Linked DNA regions of Mus musculus: regions 1 and 2 are each linked to region 3. Evidence: chromatin contacts called from public promoter capture Hi-C data. All regions are on one chromosome and are shown on one strand. The core of a region is the stretch at or near the end of the contact, and the rest is flanking DNA. Distances in the headings are between cores, read along the strand shown. Region 1 overlaps Asap2 (ArfGAP with SH3 domain, ankyrin repeat and PH domain 2). Region 2 overlaps Asap2 (ArfGAP with SH3 domain, ankyrin repeat and PH domain 2). Region 3 holds the start of Iah1 (isoamyl acetate-hydrolyzing esterase 1 homolog).

Evidence for each region. Promoter capture Hi-C pulls out the DNA fragments that hold promoters and counts their contacts.
Region 1: a contact with region 3 is called in a promoter capture Hi-C map of liver. The contact joins the enhancer-like site here to the promoter of Iah1 in region 3. A contact is called at or near these places in 9 of 39 promoter capture datasets (the C10 cell line, cranial neural crest, embryonic stem cells and 6 more) and 3 of 9 other capture datasets (adipose tissue, liver and pancreatic islet).
Region 2: a contact with region 3 is called in a promoter capture Hi-C map of liver. The contact joins the enhancer-like site here to the promoter of Iah1 in region 3. A contact is called at or near these places in 9 of 39 promoter capture datasets (the C10 cell line, cranial neural crest, embryonic stem cells and 6 more), 1 of 484 Hi-C or Micro-C datasets (pre-megakaryocyte-erythroid progenitors), 3 of 115 datasets of contacts at active chromatin or transcription factors (effector CD8 T cells, embryonic stem cells and pancreatic cancer cells) and 3 of 9 other capture datasets (adipose tissue, liver and pancreatic islet).

What each region holds. Positions count from the first base shown.
Region 1 is chr12:21,207,413-21,211,216 of GRCm38.p6, reverse strand. All of the region lies in intron 7 of Asap2 (ArfGAP with SH3 domain, ankyrin repeat and PH domain 2), which reads right to left. Among named protein-coding and RNA genes, the nearest start is that of Gm40855, 42 kb to the left of the region's middle. Within about 2 kb of position 1,861, at least 47 of the 459 cell types and tissues checked have an H3K27ac peak or open chromatin away from gene starts, as enhancers often do. A contact at or near this core is called in adipose tissue, hematopoietic stem and progenitor cells and liver, where this site is marked.
Region 2 is chr12:21,224,225-21,228,397 of GRCm38.p6, reverse strand. Asap2 (ArfGAP with SH3 domain, ankyrin repeat and PH domain 2) reads right to left here. Exons shown (of 29, transcript NM_001135192.1): 13 at 4,006-4,093. Among named protein-coding and RNA genes, the nearest start is that of Gm40855, 25 kb to the left of the region's middle. Within about 2 kb of position 1,882, at least 155 of the 459 cell types and tissues checked have an H3K27ac peak or open chromatin away from gene starts, as enhancers often do. A contact at or near this core is called in adipose tissue, effector CD8 T cells, hematopoietic stem and progenitor cells and 3 more, where this site is marked.
Region 3 is chr12:21,314,035-21,317,990 of GRCm38.p6, reverse strand. Iah1 (isoamyl acetate-hydrolyzing esterase 1 homolog) reads right to left here and starts at 1,599. Exons shown (of 6, transcript NM_026347.3): 1 at 1,479-1,599; 2 at 563-615; 3 at 1-93. The coding sequence starts at 1,559. It overlaps Cpsf3 (cleavage and polyadenylation specificity factor 3), which reads right to left. Exons shown (of 18, transcript NM_018813.3): 18 at 2,935-3,343. The coding sequence ends at 3,242.

The sequences.
Region 1 (3,804 bases), core at 612-3,111, 110 kb after region 3:
GAAGACAGGAAAACTGGCCAGAAACACATATAGCGGCAGAAAAAGAGACTATGGAAGGAGAGGATGGATTCCCAGAGTGGTCTTCTGACCTCTGGGCCACCCAATGACACACAAGCATCACACACCTACACACACACACATACACACACAAATTTAAAAATAAATGATAAGAATATAGCTGAGGGGGCTGGTGAGATGGCTCAGTGGATGAGAGCACCGACTGCTCTTCCAAAGGTCCTGAGTTCAAATCCCAGCAATCACATGGTGTCTCACAACCACCCATAATGAGATCTGACGCCCTCTTCTGGTGTGTCAGAAGACAACTACACTGTCCTTATATATAATTAATAAATCTTTGGGCTGGAGCAAGCAGGGTTGACTGGAGCAAGCAGAGGTCCTAAAATTCAATTCTCAACAACCACATGAAGGCTCACAACCATCTGTACAACTAAACTACAGTGTACTCACATACATTAAATAAATAAATAAATAAATAAATAAATAAATAAATATCTCTTTAAAAATTATATATGGGCCAAGAAGAAAATGGCCTGGGTCTCACATACAATATTCACATAGGTGATTTTTCCTTTTTCCTTTTAAATTCACCAGTGATCCTGTGAGACTCTTTCATACTGTGTGTCATAAAACAAAGGGGTCATGAAAAAAACATTGTAGCCTGTAACTCAGCTTAGTGATGGATACACACACACATGCATACACACATACATATATTCATATACATGCATATAAACACATGCATACACACATGTATATATATATACACACATGCATACACACATATGCACACACATGCATATACACATGCATGCATGCACACACACACACACACACACACACACACACACAGTGAGCTATGGACACACTGACACCAGGCTGCTAGAGTTCTTACCTCACTCCTTAGACACGCACACGGATGTGAGTATCCGCACACGGATACTGACCATTCTTGGTTTATCTGGTATGTATGTTCTGAACAGACTGTGCTTCTGGATTAGCAACTCAGTCCCTGTGGCAGTGTGTGATCTGTCCAGGTGTTTGTGGTCAGAGTAAGGGCAGAAATGCCAGGTCCCCTGCCTCTCTGGGCCTCCTAAATTGACACAGAAACCTTGAAGAACTATGGAGTTATGGGAACCAGAAACTGGGTTTGCTTCTATTGTGAACTCATGTGATCCCTGTGGCTTAAAGTTTTTCTTTATGTGATGATTTTCTTAGCATTCTGGTAATGTAGCTAGGTCATAGAAGAGGAAGAGACAGAGAATGCAAATACAGGAAAAGTAGAAAACACAACAGCTCCTGAAGGCAGTGGTGCCTGGGGAGGGGACAGGTGCATAGCCCTAGGCACCTCTGGAGCTTGGCAACTCTCCCCAAGGTAGGTGGAGAGAGCAAGCAAGCATGTAGCCAAGGGCTCCGGGACCTGGCTCTCACACATACATGTTTCCTGGAGAGTGCACTCAGAAGAGTGATTAAAAACTTGGGCTAAAAACATAGATCTCATCTTTGTCACAGCCTTGATATACTTACTCGAATCCACCTATAATGCCCACCCCCACCCCTTTCAAAGCTCCCATCTGTCAGTGCGCTCCTTGTGGAGAACGCCAGGCTTGGCCAGCAGCTTCAAAGTACAGAGGCTCAAGGGCTGGCTGCTTTGGTGACCTCCGTGTGTGTCTCTTTGAATCTTTCCCCAAAGCCTATTAGCATTTTCCCTAGTCAAGCATTTTCCTCCAGCCAAAGAGCTTTTATCATCGGCGCTATCAAGTCGGACTTTGTTCTCTGGCCTGTTAGACACTCTCTAGCCGGTTCAACCAGACTTTCAAGACCTGGAAATAGAACTATTTAGATGCAATCTTTGGTCCTCTCCCGTATACCAAGCCTTTCACGATCATACTACCATCACACCTGACAGGTACCTCATCTGCTGAGGATCTAACTGTAGCACACGTCCTTTCCTGGCATGAAAGGAAAGCCCGCCAGAGCTCTGGTTCCCAAGTCTCATCAATGCAATATCTCAAGTCCATCGTGTATAGCTGGCCATGATGGCTCTGAGCAGTAACTACTAACACCCACTTCCACCTCTGAGAGTGACCGCCTCATTTTAGTTACCGTTTCAAAGGCTGCCCTACTTCTAGATTCTATTACAAAACAGCATCCTACCCCTTCAGCTGCTCCAGGGATGCCAATGCTATCTTTACGAGAAATAAAAATCCATGATGCATTCTTCAAAAATACTTCAAAAAGCTGCAACAAAATGTGACAAGCAAAAATGAATTTAAGAAGCAAAATTAAATAAGGTACATGGAGGTTGTCCTAAGAAGATGATACCACACAGAGGCTTCTCATATTCACAGAAGACAGCTGTGGTGAGGAAGCTATGAGGCTCGGGACCCAGATACCCGAGGAGGGAGTGGGAAGGAGTTTATAGCCTGCAGAACGCACATGCGGCCTCAGGTTCACAGGGTCTGAGAGCCAAGCTTTTGGGCTTTGTTGTATCTCCCCAAATATGAATTAGCCAATGTGAAGATGCAGCCCCCACACATGCCCACACACTAGCACTCATCCAAAGAGGAAGCAGGAAGATTCATATTTTAGAAGGTTATTGAGCTCGTGGCCATAAAAGGCCAAGTAATTCACTTTCCACAAGTGGCCCGTTGCTACCCAACTGATAAGTTTGTGCAAAATAAAGAAGAAGAAAAAAAAAAACAAAACGGAAATCTGAGAATAACTTCTTCCTAAAAATAAAAACTCAGCAAGGAAGCGACCCACTTCCTACATAGCCTGGCACTCGGGTTACGGGGAGGACAGAGCAGCCACTCTCTGATGAACCATCATTGCTTTGAGTCGGTCAGGGAAACCACCTTAAAAATTCTAGAAATACCAGGTCCTCTTGACTCTGGGCCAATCTTCCCCAGCACAAGCTTCCCCGATCATAACTGCAGAGAGGCTATGTCACCACAACCATACTAGGTCACCAGAGCCATACAGGGGTGCGCTCACAAGCCCTGCTGCACATATGTGGCTGGTCCACGTAGCAGCTCTGGACATGGGAATGAATGAAGAGCCATCTGGAAGGCACAGCAAGACTGTAGCAGAGGCAAGAGCCCATCAGGGCTGCTGCAGGGACTGAGGCCCAGGAGAAACCAGGGGACTTCTGCTGACATTCAGAAAAGGAACAAGGTATGGGCAGTGACACCAGCCCTAGGCAAAGCCCATCCAGGGCGAGGTAAACAATCTGAGGTGGCAACTTGAGACTCCACACTCTCCACTCCAGCTGTGACCAGTCCAGCCAAGTACTTTATCTCAGCCTACTCTATGGAAGTCCACTGTCCGAGGCTACTCTTTTTTTTTTTTTTTAATGTATAATGTATTTGTTTGGCTTTATGTGTACACGTGTGTACGTGAATGTATGTATATCACATACCTGCAGGAGTCCTCAGAGGTCAGAAGAATTGGGTTCTCCCAAAACTCGAGTTATAGATGGTTGTGAACTGTTATGTAGGCACTAGGAATCCAACCTGAACCCTCTAGAAGAGCAGCCGCATTCTTTGCAGCTGAGCCATCTCTCCAGTCTTCAGAACACTTTGGAAAACATCCAATGCCTACGACCATCTCCCCAACCACATCCCTTTAACTCAGCACCTTGCATAAAGCCTGACACAGCATGAATTCCATCAAAGACTGCTGGGTCAGTGAGTAAAAGAGCCATGGGTGTGCACTTACACCAGTGCTCAGGGGCCTGGGACAGAAAGAGAATCATGTGGAGGCTGACATCCAGAGAACAGAGCT
Region 2 (4,173 bases), core at 633-3,132, 90 kb after region 3:
AACTATAATCTAAATGCGACATGGGGCCTGGAGGGATCAGAGCACCAGGACAAGGACAGGAGTGGGAAATGGATACATTCTGAGTACCATTTCACAGCACCAAGCCTGCGTCCTTCCTCAATGCGGATTTCTCTAGTAATACATACTGGCTAAATTGTACTGACATATACACACACACACACACTCACACACGCATGCATGCACACGGGTACACATGCATAAACACACGCACATGTACACACATACACGAACACATGAACATGTGCAAATACACACACACACACACACACACACACACACACACACACACACACAAATAAATGCTTTTGAAAATATAATGAGTAGACAGCTCTGCAGTAGTAGTTTTCACTCCTTGTCTTAGAAAGACTCTTGATGGGCCGTCTAATTGGGGCCAAGTATCAAGAGGGGTCAAGTGCAGACACAAGTGAGGCTCAGAGCAGAGGTTTTGTTTCTTTAAAATCTTAACACCAGGGGGAGTCAGACATCACTTGTTTACAATCTATCTGTCACCAAAGAGAGGAACAGGCAAAGAGAACTACTTCAAGTTAGACAAATACTGGATTGCAGCAGACTGAAGTGAGCAAAGAGGCATGGCCACCTTCTTCTCCCAGGCACCTCACAGCCCCACCCAGCCTCCTAGGAAGACGGCCAGAGGGGCAGGTCCACAGTTCTAGCTGGGAGCTTGCCAAGTGGACCTCAGAGTTCTCAGGAAGCTGTGACTGGAGGGCATGTCAGTGTCCTGGGCCCACACTGAGCTACTTTACAGCCAGGTTGGGTGTGGCTTTGTCATCTGCTGACTAATTCTGCCAGTAATCCCACTGGGCACTGGAGAAATGGGAGGTCATTCTGTACAAAGTGTCCCAATAATAACGCCCTCTCTGCAGGCTCTCTGGAAAGCCACCTAGACCAGGGCAGTTTCCATGAGCTTCTGCCACAAGAGAAGCGTTTGGGGCTGTAGAAAGGCATGCCACCAAGGCCCTCTGAGCTCTATCCTGTCTGGGAGACTGGCCAAGTTATCTCATAATTCTAACCACAGTCCTTCCTAGGGTGCCTGTGTGGCTCAAAGACAATGGCTCAAGAGTGTGCCTGAGGGCACAAGACTGGACAGGTCCCAAAGGGCTGGCTTTACTGCAGACAGATCCCCCTAGAGGAACACGTTCCCTCTAGATCAGAATGGGAAGCCCCTGTTTGGGAGCGGGAGATAACAGTGGGGGCGGGCCTTGCAGGCAGGAGCTCAAGGCAGCCAGCCAGCCTGTCATCCTCTCAGCAGATTCAATACAGAATGATCAGTGAGGAGAAGGATGACTCCTGGGGAGCAGCTACATTCTCACAGGCCTGCTGTCTCTTGGCCTGGCATTGGGTTCATCTTTGATTTCCCAACAACTATGTTAAAATCAAGGACATTTGATGGCATTTGCTCCACTAGTCAGGAGGCAGAGGGAATAGGGTGCTAAATGAGCCAGTCCCCACCCCCGACCCTTCCCACCTTCTCAGGACAGCACTAGCATCAGAGCTTTAGCCCGTGCATTTCAGGTCTCTACATGAGCTTAAGCCCCGGCAGCTCTGCAGAAAGCATTCCCACCAGATGTTCCCAGAGGTATTAGATACTTTGAACATCTGCTGAGTTGAAAACTGGGTAGGACTGGAATTAATTTTGCCCCTTGAAGACCAAGCAGGAGTAGTGGGTGAGACAGGTTTTCAACATAACTAGTGTTCTGCATCTGCATAGCCACAACAGCGAACGGTGGTTGTGGCCAAGATTCACGGAACATCTCAAGCTGCCACAAAGTCAACAGTGTGATCACGGTGAAGTCTGTCTGCATCACTGCCCTCGGGCATAACCAGACTCACACACTAGTCACTTCACCCACATCCTCAGGATGCAACGATTCACACCTAGCAGGCCTGTGTGCCCTTCCTATGTGTGCTCACTCCTCCCTGATGAGCTGAAAACACGCAGGAGAAAGGTTCTGGAGCAAGTGCTTCTGCACCGTGGTGACAGCTGAGGAGGTGCTGCACCTACCTCACTGTGGTACCCAAAGCTCGGCCAAGCTCAGATGGCTACCAAGTCCTGTCGTGGTACCCAAGGGAACTCACGCATAGGGTAACATCTTTTTAACAGGCTATCTTTTTTTTTTTTTTTTTTTTTAAAGAAGGGTTGAAAACCTGCTTTTCCAGCCACTAGCAGACATCTAATGACACCATCACGTTTTCTCCTCTAACTCAAGCTTAGGTTACAGTCTAGAGGAGGTGACCCGGTAGTGGTCACATGTAAAATACAGTCAAGGCTTAGCATTTTACATTGTAGATGGAATTCTGAGAGTAAGGTTTGCTACACATGGAACCTACCAGACTGAGGAGACAGGAAGCAACACAATCAATCAATCAATCTCTCTCTCTCTCTCTCTCTCTCTCCCTCCCTCTCCCCCCACCCCAACCCAGTGATCCTGTCTCTCCCTCCCTCACAGAGTTGGAGTTAGAGGCACATGCTTACAGCAAGTGCTCTAACCCACTGAGCAATCTCCCTAGCTCAGCATAAAGATGGCTCCCCTGTCACCTAGCTCAGCTTGGCCTGTGGCTCAGTGTAGTGGGTCTGCAGACTGAAGCCTGCTGAGGGGTACAAGCCACACAGGTGGTGGAGACGGCTTGACCAGACTTCTCGATTTGCTTTGAGTGTTAAATCACATCGCACTGGCTCTGAGGTCTCAGTCATGTGGTCTGAAGAATTAATCAGACCGTGGGATGGCATGCTAGGGTTGATGGACACGCCAACAGCCTAGGCCCCTCAGGCTAGTGCTTTGTGTAAACTCCACTGCTGTGCTGGATTGCTGGGGACACCACTTCAGAGGGAAGACTGGCCCACCCTTTCCTGAACTATAATCATGCCACGCACAATGACCGGGGACAAAAGGTATTTATCATATTTTCCTTAAGATGTCATGAGCCCCTTCCTTGTTTCTGGAAGGTTCTGAGTAAACGATTTCTGTAATTGCTGGTTATGGCAGTTCTTTTGTGTACACCACAAAGCTGAGAAATACACAGGAGCAAAAATGCAAATTCTGTAGTGGGAAAAATAAACAACTTTAAAAAAACTCAAGTTAAAGGGCTGTATTAAAAACCTAATCATTTTTGTTTTGAGCTTTAAAAAAAAAACCTTATTACATTTACTTATGTTTTGTGTAGGGAGAGGACTTATGTGCACCATGGTGTGTGTGTGTGTATGTGTATATGTGTGTGTGTGTGTGTATGTGTGTATATGTGTGTGTATGTGTGTGTGTGTATGTGTGTGTGTATGTGTGTATATGTGTGTATGTGTGTGTGTGTATGTGTGTATATGTGTGTGTATGTGTGTGTGTATGTGTGTATGTGTGTGTGTATGTGTGTATATGTGTGTATGTGTATGTGTATGTGTGTATGTGTGTGTGTATGTGTGTATGTGTGTGTGTGTGTGTGTGTGTATGTGTGTGACCTGCAGAAATAGATTTGCTCCTTCTACCACATGAGATCCAGGAATAAAACACAGGTTGTCAGGCTTGGCAGCCAAGGGACTTTAACCCACTGAGCCACCTCACTGGCCTCCAGATATAGCATTTAAAACACCACACAAACAAATTATAGAAACTCCACACAGCAAAACTGTCATGTGAAGAAGGCAGGTGAAAGGATTTTAGGGCTGAGATTCATCCAGAGTAGCTGAGGCTCAAGTGGAGAGGGTGGCTCTCAATTTACAGAGCAGGTGGGACAGGGTTGGCTTCAAAGGCCAAGTCTAACCAAGGACCAGCAAGCCACCAATCAGCACTAGAAAGATAAGAGGCAGATCACTGGCCTCACACTCATAATCCTCCTGTCTCAGCCTCCTGAGTGTTGGTTTTACAAGCTTATGCCATAATACCCAACCACCTTAAGACCACCTTACGGCCTTCAAAAGGCTGAAGCTCCAGGTATGCGTAAAATGACCATTGCTCAGTCTGGGAAAGAACTTACGTGATATGAGGTCGAAACACTTCTTCTCCTCAGGATTGGTCTTCACCTGGCAGGTTAGCAGGTTGAGCTTGGCAGGTGGCCGGTTGGCCTGTTTAAAAACAAATGAAAAAAAAAAAAAAAGATGCAGGTCCTGTGGGCAGTGGGAGACAGTCCTCAAGAGCAAACCTC
Region 3 (3,956 bases), core at 350-2,849:
ATCCCAGGCCCTTTCCTGATAAGTCTTGGGAGGATAATCTTGGCCCATCTGGTGTTATAACCTGAAAATCCACGATTCAGAACATCACACTTTCTGAAAGAAATTGGTTAAAAAGATGGGTTATGAGCTAAGAGCATAACCTAGTCCTGGGAGCTGTCCATAATTAACCCGTGTTCTGTGAACCTTATGGGAACGCTCACCCTGCCCAGACTCCTCATGTCCCTCAATGAGATATGAATTCCATACAAGGGTCTAATTCTATACATTTTAGTGGTGACTCAAGGTACATCTAAAATGGACTTTCCGATAGACGTTAACCAAACGGGTACAGAACGTTAGGAACCCACTAACAGGCTGGTTTGAAAGGTTCCAGGAAGGCAGAGCAGCCAATACAAGTGCTGCTGGTTCCCATGTGGTAGAAACTCGATTTTGTTGAACCTGAATTCCTTTCCTTTAACATGTATCCAGGAGGGGAAAGCTAGCAGATAAAAGCCTCCACCATTCACTCTGACTATGCTTCCCACCAGAAAGTAGCCAAGTACAATCTAGGAACTGTTCTTACCTGACTAGTCTGTCAGCCAGCAACGAGCCCCATCCACCCTGCTGGAAAGAAAACTGAAGAAAGAAGTCTGTTACTACCCACACAGCTATACACTATGGCATGGTGGTGGGCCAGGCCTGTTAGATGCAGACTCCGTTTAGACACTCCCAGGCTTCTTTCTTGCCTTCCTTGCTTGGGAAGGTATTTTGAGAATTACTGTGGCTTCACTTGGAAACTCTCTGGACATGAGAGGGTTTTACTGTGACCTAACATTAGAGACATTCGTTATCTGAACAGCAGAAAGCTCAACTATGTTGAGTCAGCTGACATAATGTTATCCCATTTCTCCACAGCTGAAAACTAAGGAAGCCTATGCTCTATTGATTTCCCTGACAGTCATGGCAATCCTCCAGCAGTATTGCGCCATCTCGCCCACTCACAAAAACTTAATGCCCAATATCTAAAAACAATGTTGCCAATTACTAGGGAAAGCCAAGCCCGCGTACGAGTAAATTGTGGAGAAGCGTCTTTTTTTGTTTTGTTTTGTTTTTTAATCTCCCTGAAGGAAGGCATCTTGAAGAATTTCCTCAATCGGGAACTATATGTTTTCAGATAGGGTTACTTTTTCATGCTGTTGAAAGCATTGTTTTCAAAAACCACTTGGTACTGGACCTAAGCCGCTTGAGGAAGAGAGGAGTGAACTAGTCGGTTCAAAGTTCAAAGTAGCTTCGGTGAAGAACCCGCAGGAGGTTGCAACCAAGCGAAGGCGGACCCTTTAAGCTCCCGTGCACCCCGACGCGCACCGGGCCATCCAGAGTCCGGGGGAGTCGGGCAGCTCGGGATCCGTACCGGCTCGCGGAGCACGGTGGGGTGGGGGAGAACCGCGCCTGGACTGCTCCGACACGCACGCGGATGCAGCCGAGGGTGCGGCGGGTACCTGCGTGATGGAGTCCCCGAAGAGCAACACGCGAGGCCAGAGCAGAGCGCTCCCGCTAGCAGCTCGCTCGCACAGCGACATGGTAGAAAGCCCAAAACCCCGCAGGGCTGCGCCGGATGTGGAGGAGCCTCGCGCCGTGGGCGGAGCTAGCTGCGGGCGGGGCTAGCCGTGGGCGGGGTGAGCCCCAGATCAAACCTCTTTGCACTCAGGTCTCCTGAAGCGAGTGTCCCCGGCCGGGTGAGTCCTGCCACCGGTTCACCCCAACCCCGCCTCTCCGAGACTGGGGATAGCTGTGGTGCTTGGAAATCTCGTTTTTAGCAGGAGCACTCGTCCATTTTTGGCCATGCCCAAGTGGAGGATTTCCTCTTCCAGTACTGGACTTGATGGGCACAGTAAAAGATAGAGGTGTCTAGGGACCCTCACTGTAGACCGCCTGACTTCACGGTATCACATGCCCCAGCTATTAAAAGGAAATTTCTAGTTTTATGTAATAAATTTTTGTATGTTATGGGGGCCCTAGGCTTTTGGTATAGGCCAAAAACATGGGAATTTGGCTGTTTTATAGAAATTTCATTTTAAGGAAGTCAGATTTACACTGTTAGCAAAGCACCGGAGCGTTTACACACCCAAGAGGGTAGGTAGACAAGACAGGCTACATGGGCGAAGTTCTTTGCCTTGATAGTGTGCTCTGAAGGAGAAGCACTCCCTTGAGAAGGGTGACAATCCCAGCAAGGAACTGAAGTGTTGCTATTTTACATAGATAGCAAACCTGGCCTCCAGGTTCTTTCAGCATCGCTGCTCAGCCCCTACCTGGTACCCTGCCCCCAACCCTGGACTGTCCAGCACAGGGGCTGGACTCTTCTGTAGTAGTCAATGAACTTTTTTTTTTAAGATTTGTTTATGTATATGAGTACGCTGTTCAGATGGTTGTGATTGTTGGGAATTGAATTTAGGACCTCTGCTTGCTCTGGTCCAGCCCCAAGACTTATTTATTACTATATGTAAGTACACTGTAGCCATCTTCAGACAGCAGATCTCATAACGGGTGGTTGTGAGCCACCATGTGGTTGCTGGGATTTGAACTCAGACCTTCAGAAGAGCAGTCAGTGGTCTTACCCGCTGAGCCATCTTGACAGCCCTGGGACCAGTGAACTTGATGGCCCAACAAACCTGCGTTTTTTATGTACTTGAATCTGGCTTGAACTGACTAATTTTAACATCAGAGAAACATCACTGAGCTCCACCCACTTTCTCCTTGGTCTGAATTTTATGTCCTTTAGAAAACCAGACTAATGAACTAACTCACACTACATCTGAGGCATAAAACCCCATCTCTGAATTGAACATGTAGATCCCATAACAGATGAGTCCTAAAAGTGGTGGTTTTAGAATCATAAGCCAAGGAATTGGGTAAGGGTGTGGAGAACAGGGGTTTCAAAGCTGTGGCACAACATTTGCATTCAACTCAAAACTCAGATTTGCCAGTACAGACCAGAGGAAGACAGACGGAGAGCTGAAGATTTCAGCATACACTGCGGAAAGTGCCTGGAGGCAGACTCAGTGTGGTGCTCAGGCAGAAGTGGCTCCCTTGAGGATTAGTTGGAGAATAAAGGACACATCAGTTGGTGGTCCTGCAGTAGTCAAGCCATCTGATGCAAAAGTAAACAGGCACCCCCGGAGAAACTAAGGTTATTTTATTTGAAGAACAGAAGTTAACTCTTGGCTGAGTGTAAAAAAGTCTGGGAGTCTGGGAGGCAAGGCTGTCAGTGCACCGGCGTCAGAGCCTCGTACAGTCTCTGGGCGGCCAGTTCCACCATTTCTCGGAGGGATTCATCATCTTCACTTCCTTCTTCACATTCTACAGCCTGAAAATAAAAGCGCCAACTTCAGCCTAGAATTATCCCCTGCATGAAAATGAGCACTCTAAGCCCTGGAGGCAGATTGCCAGGATATGAGCCACAGACTCACCCTCCTGTCACCTGCAGTATCTCTGTCAACACAGTGACTGGAGAGCCAAGGGTGGGGTGGGGTGGGGGTGGGGGATGCCTAGAGCTTTGGACCAAAGAAAGCCCCCATCTCTGTTCATTTCTTGATGGCCATGCAACTGAGCCCGTGTAATACGAATTACTGAGCCAGCAATGAACTTGGTGAATTGTTCACCGCTGGGTGTGAATTTGACTTTAACCATCCAACAGCCACTGCCTTGCGGCTGCTGATTTAAACTGTTAGTCTCACTGTACACACGGTACTCCACTCTTGTTGTAGCCCAGGCTAGGCTGGAGCTGGGGATCGTCTGCCTCAGCTCCCTGAGCAGTGGCTTACAGACATGCATTACATTACCCACCGAGCTTAGAGCAGCTCATGTGGTACAGCCCAGCTACAGAGCACAGTTCCAGCCCAGCCTGGACTATAGTGTTACTGTTTTAAAGCTGGTGTAGTGATGCCTGCCGGATACTCCAGCAATGGTGAGGCTAAGGC